2 separate regions of the Mus musculus genome follow, and region 1 is linked to region 2. The links are chromatin contacts, called in public Hi-C maps. All regions are on one chromosome and are shown on one strand. Each heading gives the region's core, a stretch centred on a gene start, on an enhancer-like site or on the middle of the called end of the contact. The rest is flanking DNA. Distances are from core to core; before and after follow the strand shown.

Region 1 (4,118 bases), core at 1,013-3,512, 260 kb before region 2:
GCAAAGTACTTCCTCCTATCTGTGTCTGCCTCTTGTCTTACTTTTGATATGATGATAAGGGAGACAGGCTAATGAATCATGGTGGTGGACAAGGGCCTGACAGACAAGCTTGATCAGTCCACAAAGACAGACACTTTAGGTTCAAAGAGAGCCTTAGATCTTAATGAGCTTCTCTTGCTAACCACCTCTCCTTGCCTTTGCCTTGCTCGTTCCCATCAAAGCCAGCTTCCTCCTTGACTTCACCCTGACAAGCAGGAAGCTTTCCATTGCTCTGTCATAGGATGCAGGTTCCCTCCCCACTGCCAATGCTGCAACCCCAGGTGTGCTGGGGGTCTCTACCTCCCGCCAATACTCCCCTTATTTGGCAGCTAGATGTTATTTTGATATTTAATTTTTGTCTATTTAATTTTGCAAATATACTAAAAACTTCCATCAGGTCAGGGTCTATCTATATCATGTATTTCTTTGAGATTGCCCATTAATGCCTAAACATATGTAGCATGTGCTGATAGCATGTACAAATAGAGGAAAGAAAGCTAAGAGGTGACAGACAGTTTCCCCGTGGCATTTAATAAAGTAGCAGAGCCTCTCTAACAACCTCCGCATGCAGTGTCTTAAGCTTCGTTTGCCTCTGCTAAACTTAGATTTAGCAGTTGTTCTAGAAGATTGAGCCATCTCATTTTCTCTACATTCTTAGGGCTCACCAGATCACAAAGGAAGCATTCTCTGGGGCAAGTTTTAAGTTATTGTATCATTTCTGTATCACAAATACTTAGTGACTACTCAATAATTGCCAAGGACTATGTTAAATGTTTAGCCACATTAATCATTATGACAGCATGACGGTGCTGGCACATAAGATCTCCTCCTGTATCAAGAAACAGACTCAGTACTGGTCACTCAAGGTCACAGAGTCAGGAAGCATGTGAGCACTTACCTGTGATCCTCCTGTCACCAGGCATCTTCATCTTTGGGGAACTACTGGAAAGATTCTCTAATAGATCGGTTATCTAACGCAATCAAATCTACTCAGTGAATATTGTACATAGGAAAATTCTACCTTTAGGGTAATCCAGCACTGGCTATAAAACATACTCTCTAGGCTGGCTTTTGGCATAAATGTCAAGGACAAAATAATTTTTTTCTCTGATTAAAAGAAAACGTTCTCAGTGGCAGCTATTAAATTCTGCAACTAAAGAAAGAGGGCATTCATCCACACCGGCTCTCTTTGCTCCTTATTCACAATGCTAAGCTCCTATTAGTTGTAAAAAAACAAAAAAGCATTTTTCAACATGTAAATATAATACAGTCCTGCCCAAAACAATGTTAATTTTTTTAAAAATTATGTATTTTCTTAATACATGAAGAAAACCAGCTCTACACTTTGACCCCAGGCACTGAACCATCATTTCAAAAATGTTTCAAAGCATTCTTGTCCCATTATTTACTCTCTAGATATTCCTGTTTTTTGTAAGAAGTGTCAGTTTGAAAATAAGAAAAGAAATCCAGATATGCATTAACAATAATTAATATTGACCTTTCAAGACTAAACGGTTGCATCTCCTTATCAGACTTCGCCTTTTCCCAATGAACAGTCAGACAATTTTTGGATCTTTATCCTTAGGCCTGCACGGCCCTGTCCTCAGATCCTGGGAAGCAGGTGAGGTCCCAGGACACTCTCTGAGCCCTGGCTGCCTGTGAAACCATTTCACACACTCAGCCTCATGCCTCACGACTTGTGTGGGCAGCATTTGGCCGTCTCTCTATTTACACAAACTCCCTAACGGTCTGGCACCACTGACGTCTCAGAGGGAGGCACAGTACATAGAGTGTTTCACAAGAAAATCTTTAAACAAAAGGAATTAAAGAAAATCCCTGTTTAATAGTGAGTTTTTAACCAAGCTCCTAAATTCTCGAGAGCAGTGAAATATTAACTTTCCCCAAGTGGGAACACAGAGCTCGCCTTGTTTCTCTTCATACTCTTGGGTCACAAACCCTCCGGAGAGGAGCGTGCTCCTTCTTAAGAACCTACTGAGATTCCTCATCAGTAGTGGTTGGGAAAGCACAGGATTTGGGCTCACACAGATCTGCGTTCAAATCCTGTTTTCCACCCTCCTCGTGTCTCAAGGAGTTAGTGTATAAATCAGGGATGAAAGTGGTAATGACCTCACTGCTCCTGGATTCTGCAGCAAAAGGTGTCCGCTCAGAGCAAGCACGCAGTGTGGGGTGGCTGAAATACAATCAGCCTGCTGTCATCTGGACCTTTGAAGGGACCTTTCTTCAGCAGAGAGCAGGAAACAGTGACAAAGGTCAGGAACCAGCCCTACTCTGTGCCTCTGGCTCTGGTTTAGTGCCCCCTTGTGGCTACCCTTCCTAGCCCTCCTTCCTTGCCTTTGTGGTAAACCAAGCAGTACCTAAGTCATTCAGGGTCATTCCATCAGAAGGTGCTGTGGGGGATCTGCATTACAGAGTCACTGTTTTGTGCTGTCTGCTAAAGGCTGAATTAGTGTGATCAACTTGACTGATCACACCCTCTTCCACAGCACTGTGGGTCCCAAGTGACTTCTCCTTACTGCCTCGGCATGAAGCAAGGAAAAACACACCCTCCGTCAGTACCCTGTTACAAGCCCAAGAGGGTTCTAGAGAATCCCAGGGCAACCATTTTTCTTGCCCATGTCCCAGAGCCATGGTGGCATTCCACACAAGAGGCCTGCTTTGACCAGGAGCAGGTAGCAACTCTAACAGCCTGCCACATTCCCCACTTCCAGCCACAGCCATTTCCTGTGGCCAGCACGCTCCCCGCATGGTCTAGAAATCCTTTGCCACATGGTTCCATTTGCCTGTACGTTCAACCTTGATTTTGTGGCATGTACTCGTTTTGGCTATGTAAGATGTTGACTCACTAAGGTGACACGATGTCATTTCTGCATCAGTTTCCATGAAATAACATATCATATAATCATGTTGGGGGGGGGGAGGTCTCACTACAAAAAGTTAAATTTTTTGATTCTTTTTTTATTAGATATTTTCTTTATTTACATTTCAGATGCTATCCCGAAAGTTCCCTATACCTTCCCCCCACCCCCCGCTGCTCCCCTACCCACCCACTCCCACTTCTTGGCCCTGGCATTCCCTTGTACTGGGGCATATAAAGTTTGCAAGACCAAGGGGCCTCTTTTCTCAATGATGGCCGACTAGGCCATCTTCTGTTATATATGCAGCTAGAGACACAAGTTAATTTTTAAAAAAATGATTGGAAGTTAAATACAATTGGTGGATATTCAATCATGTGTCTAATACAATTAAATGAGAAGCCATTTTATTTTAATAGAATGAATAAAAACTTAAAAGTATACACTAAAAAATCAAAAATAGAGTTTGTTCAATTGTAGAATTATAACTGTAGAATTTTTTCCCCATCTCATTTGCTTAGGTGTTTTAACTAAGATATGTTCTTCAGTTTTTCACTCAGCAAACACTTGTACCTTCTAAGTATCAGGCTTGTGGCAATACCAACATCACTACAAAGCCAACTTAGCCTGAATGACCCCCACAATATAACAATGGTACTCAACCTGTGGGGTCATGACCCTTTGACAAAACTCTGTCTCCATAAGTATGTAAGTATTTACATCATGATCATAACAGTAGCAAAATTACAGTTATGAAGTAGCAATGAAAGCAATTTTATGGTTGGGGGTCACCATAACATGGGGAACTGTATTAAATAGACACAGAATTAGGAAGGTTCAGAGCCACTGAACTGGTAGAGTTCACAGAGATCAATCAAATAAGTATACAAATTCATCCTTATAATCAGGGACAAAAGCCACAAAGGGAGGACATGGGGTACCAAGAGCAGTGTAAGAGAGGGTCAGTATCTCTGACTGGTGGGCTAGATTCAGAGAAAGCACCCTAAAGAAATAACATAGGGCACCAACTATGGACAGAACTGAGGCTGAAGGGAACTGAGGAGGAGGAGGCTCTGCAGGCAGGGGACCAGTACAGGCTCGCTCGGTTGGGGGCTGCCAGTGCAATGACCACCCAGGGATGAGCATCTGATAGATGGATGGGCATAAGGCAAAAAGCAGTGGGGACTTCTGTAAGAGAAGTAAGGG
Region 2 (4,671 bases), core at 351-2,850:
GAGAGCTGCCAGCCTCTGCTCTGGAAGCCAAGGCTAAGATGGAACAACTGCAGTCCCTAAAGCAGGCTAGGACAAGATACCGGGTATGGCTCTCACTTTCCCTGCTGCCTCTTGAACTGGAGCCTCTGGGCCATCTGCAGCTAAAGTTGTTTAGAGCCACTGAGCAAATAAAAGGTCAAGCTTAAAATGGGAGCGGGATCTCAGTTACCTCTGGTCTCCCTGCTTCGATGCCATTCTGAGACCCACAGAATTATGTCCTTCCCACACGCCATCCCAGGTAGAAGAGAAATGATCAGCTAGCGGAACCAACCGATCTGCTCATTGGCCACCAAGAATTTAACCAAATGGGGCTGGAGTACAGCTTAGGGAGAATGCTCTTGTCAGCATGGGCAATGCCCAGGGGCATCTCCAGCACTGGGGGTAACAATGGCTTAGTGAGAGTATCCACCAACATTTAGGCTCTCCTCTTAAATTTATAGAAAAATGACTCTAGGGATTCACCACATTTTTGAGAAATACAGAACAATGAGGAGTTGATAGATATATTTTCCTATGTATATAAACCTGGATCAGTTGCTAATAATTAGACAAATAATAGGATAATATGATTAATTATTTTGGATAGGGTCCTACTATATAACCCAGACTGGCCTTGATCATGTAGCTCACATGGCATTGGAACGTGAAATCCTGCTAGCCTCTGCTGACATACAGGCATATGACACTGTCTGTTTAAACAGACTTTACTCTCAAGAAAACACTTTAAACATTTTTATTTTCATTTATGTGTATATGTGTATGTCTGGCTGCTATATGCCATGTGTACCTATGGAGCCAGAAGAGGACAGTGGATGCCCTAGATCTGTAGTTACAGACAGCTGTGAAGTAGCTGGGTCTGAGTGCTGAGAACCAACCTCTGGAAGAACAGTACCCTCTCTTAACTGCCAAGAATTTCTCCAGCCTTCTCAAGGAAACATTTTAATGAAGCAAATTGTCTTTTACATTTGAAGAACCTAAAATGTTTTAAAACAGTTTATCTCAACAAATTTAATATCTAATATCCTCTGTCCCCTGAGGTTTTCCTAATAATCAATTTAAAATTCATCCTGTGAGTTTCTTGTCTAGGTCAGCAGAAATTACCAATTAAGAAGCCGTATCATCAAAGTTTAAAAAGTAAACCAGGACTGGTCAAACCACAGGTCTGGGGAGTCTGATAGGAAGTGGAGAGTAAGGTTTTGAAGGGAGCTGTGAATCACCACCTTTGAAAACCAAAATTATTTATCTACCAGGGTGCCAATTTGGGTGTGACAGAAGACAAGCTCTGTAAGCAGCTAGCTAGCCTCTCAGAGGCAGGAATAGTCCTGTGATGGGGGAGGAGCAGCTGCCTAGCACAGGATCAGCAGAGTTAATGGGCACATGGCTGAAAAGCACTCAACTGGCATGGGAGCCTGGTGTCCTTCATAGAGCAGACATGGCCACACTGACCAACTACCCACAGCTCAAGTCCCATTGGATCGCTGGATCATATGGTCCAAGTGGAGAGCAGCCTGCACAGCAGCCTGGACCTGCTGAAGAGCTGTCTCCTGTTCCAGCCCCAACACAAAGCTAGCAGCTTTCTGAGTCACTTGGTGTATGGGCCTGAGTAGCACACCCAAGTGTGGAATGTGCTGTCTCCAAAATTCAAACAGGTTTCTCCCGGGTGGTAGGAGTGGGCAAGTGTAGTAACTTACCCTCCACCTTAGAAGGTCAATCTCTCCATGCCCCACACCACTTGATGCTTGGGAATTCCACTGAGGTAGAAGGCCCTTGAATTTTGGTTGGATTTATTTCCCATCCTCTGATGTACATATACGTTTTATCAACAAATCCAAAGTGGTTGCTACCTCCTGCTCACATGGTGCAATCGGCACCATGTCGTCCATATAGTAGACCAGTGTGATAGTTTGTGGAAGAGACAGGTGATCAAGATCCCTTATGACACGGGGCTGGAGTTGATACACCTCTGAGAGAGAACTGTAACTGTATACTGCTGGCCTTGCCAACTGAAAGCAAAGAGAAAGAAAATCTGCAGATGTGAAAACAGCCCATGAGGCACATGTATTACGCTGAGAACCAGACTGCCAAAAACCAACCACTTTTTATGGCTTATTTAGAGCTCCTGTTTTTTTGTTTTTTAATGAAATTCTTTGAAATTGATTTTAAAAGCAAGCTTGTTTTATTCATAGCTATCTACCATGACTTTTTTGACTTATTACGAGTAGCTTTTTTTTAAAATTCATCTATTTTAAGTTCTGTGCCAAGTTCCCCTTCATTTCTTAGAGCCTTGTAAATTAGACCAACATATGTGTCTTGGCATATGCAACCAAAGAGCTAGATTTATGAAATATTATTCCAGTGATCTCTTCATTGAACTAACAGAGCAGTGACCCAAGGCACTGCAACCTTCCTAATGAGACCCCGATGTCCCAGGGTACATTCGGGAGCACGTGGGCATGGGGGTGCCTAGACAAATCCACCCAGCTTTCCTCCCACACAGCGCATGACATTTTGGCATGTTCTCTGCTCCACCTGGGCTGCTTGCTGGTGAAGGACTTTCTGAAGCTGAAATTACAAACGTATCCATTTAGATGGCTACACATGCCCAGTCTTGTATTTATCAATATGCAAACAGAAGCCTGAAGGACACATGGTAGACGCTTACTGGAGAAAGCTTCCTTTCTTAAAAAAAAAAAAAGAACATGAAGTCATAATTTTACAGACACCATAGAACTCAACCTCATATAAAAATATTACCAGAAGCAGCAATGTTAGATGGACTGTGAAGTGGGGTAAAAAAGAAGAGGCATTAAAAACATTAAGCTTCCTGAGCCGCTCGGACTAAGTGGGGCAGCTATTAAGAAACTCATCCGTTTTAGCTCTCCAGCAAAGGTTGAACTTCATCTTCAGAAACGCTACTGTCGAGCAGAGCGAACCCAATTTGGCCTAATGAATTCGCCTGCGTTGCCAGTACTCCTTCACAATGACACAGATTACATTTAAACCATATGGGGGATTTAAGGATTGCTCCCTTCAGACAAGGAACTTTCATACTGGTCTTGGGCCCAATCAATTTCACAATGGCAGAGTTATGAACCCCTTCACTCCTGGCCTCCCAAAGATCCGGATCCCTTTCTCATCCGCAAGCTGGAAACCTCCCTCCCTCCCTCTTTGGCTTCCTTCCTTCCTTCCTTCCTTCCTTCCTTCCTTCCTTCCTTCCTTCCTTCCTTCCTTCCTTTCTCCCTTTTTTCCTTTCTTCTTTCTTTCCAGTAACACATATTTATTGGACAACTAGCTACTATGTCTAGGTCTCATACAAGCACCAGATCTAGGGCTCAAATGGGTTCATGCTTCCATTCACAGGGTTCAGTTTTTAGAAAGGTCACAGGGACAGAAGTGCTAACCCTGATTTGGGTGCAAAGCCTAGGAAGCCAGCTTCTCCTTCAGCTAAAAGCAACAGGATGTACCCAACAACTGGCCCATAGCTCTCTACTTTTGCCATGGCCCAAAATTCTTACCACTATGAGCCCAGAGTATTGGTCCACAGCAGTGGAGAAAGGCCATTCATTTCTCCAGCCAACGCAGGCGTAACATGGCAATCCATGAAGTGCAGAGGACTAGGAGACAGGCACAACCAGGCCCAAAAGCTATGACTCTCAAAGGTATGAAAGTGCACTCAGGGACAGGTCACTGAACTGAACTGAGCCTGCAAGATGCAGCTTGCACTCAACTGAAATGGTAGTAAATCATAAAGACATCCAGTGTTGTACATGGCATCCAAGAAGCCGTGAGTGAAGACTAGCCCATCCCAAACCTCGGCTCATCGCTAGCGTGAGATCCTAACATCTGCCTCACTCACAAGAGCAGGGGAAAGATCCTCCTCCTCCTGGGCGTTGAAGCCTCTGGAAATGATGGAAAGATACTCACTACCACTTATTCCACGTTCTGCGTGGAGGCAGGGACAAAAAACATGGGTGAGTGGGTCTTTGTTTGAAAAGAAGTCACATCAGGAGGAAGCCATCATGGTGTGGTGGCCAACAGACTGTCCCGGAAGGAACATTTACAGAGCTGAGTCTCTGAGCAGTAGCAATCCCAAGGGTGAGCCCTGGAAAAGACCTGGGGTAAGACATGGAGCTATACGACCCATAAACCTACTTTTGTAAGTATCAGAGAAGTGTGAGGAATTAAGGCAGGAAGGACATATAAACCACCATGTTTGGGGAAACATGACCGGCTAGCAATAGTATATGAAAGAGCTTGCAGAAAGAGATACCAGATTATCTAAGACTGGCAAATTAAAGCTGGTAGACCAAGGCTAGCAGACCAAGCAAAGCTGGTAAAAAAACATACCTTCCTTAGCTGGAGTGGCCCTGAAGGTCCTTGTGGATATAACCTGATGAACACTGAGCCCTTGCTGGCCTTCTAAATATACTTTTAACTCTGAGTCCCTGAGCTTGCCAGAGTCTAGAGGTTTCTGTCTTCCAACAGGAAGAGATTTCCTAAGCAACTTTGTTTCTGACCCCTTTCCACACCTCAGCTTCTATCCATTCTCTGAGAACTACCCCCTACCCTGCTCCAGAGGACTCTGACTCCAGTCCATGATGACCAGGGTTACAACGCTGAACTGCTCCTGTC

What was found. Hi-C and Micro-C count contacts between places; a contact is called where the count stands out from the background.
Region 1: a Hi-C map of muscle stem cells shows a contact between it and region 2, with 2.2 times the contacts expected there. The contact joins two enhancer-like sites. A contact is called at or near these places in 9 of 484 Hi-C or Micro-C datasets (embryonic stem cells, granulocyte-monocyte progenitors, granulosa cells and 4 more).

Annotation. Positions count from the first base shown.
Region 1 is chr4:100,212,720-100,216,837 of GRCm38.p6, reverse strand. The region is part of intron 1 of Ror1 (receptor tyrosine kinase-like orphan receptor 1); the gene reads right to left. Among named protein-coding and RNA genes, the nearest start is that of Gm12701, 95 kb to the right of the region's middle. Within about 2 kb of position 2,262, at least 41 of the 459 cell types and tissues checked have an H3K27ac peak or open chromatin away from gene starts, as enhancers often do. A contact at or near this core is called in muscle stem cells, where this site is marked.
Region 2 is chr4:99,950,955-99,955,625 of GRCm38.p6, reverse strand. The region is part of intron 1 of Pgm1 (phosphoglucomutase 1); the gene reads right to left. Among named protein-coding and RNA genes, the nearest start is that of BC062258, 23 kb to the right of the region's middle. Within about 2 kb of position 1,600, at least 19 of the 459 cell types and tissues checked have an H3K27ac peak or open chromatin away from gene starts, as enhancers often do. A contact at or near this core is called in muscle stem cells, where this site is marked.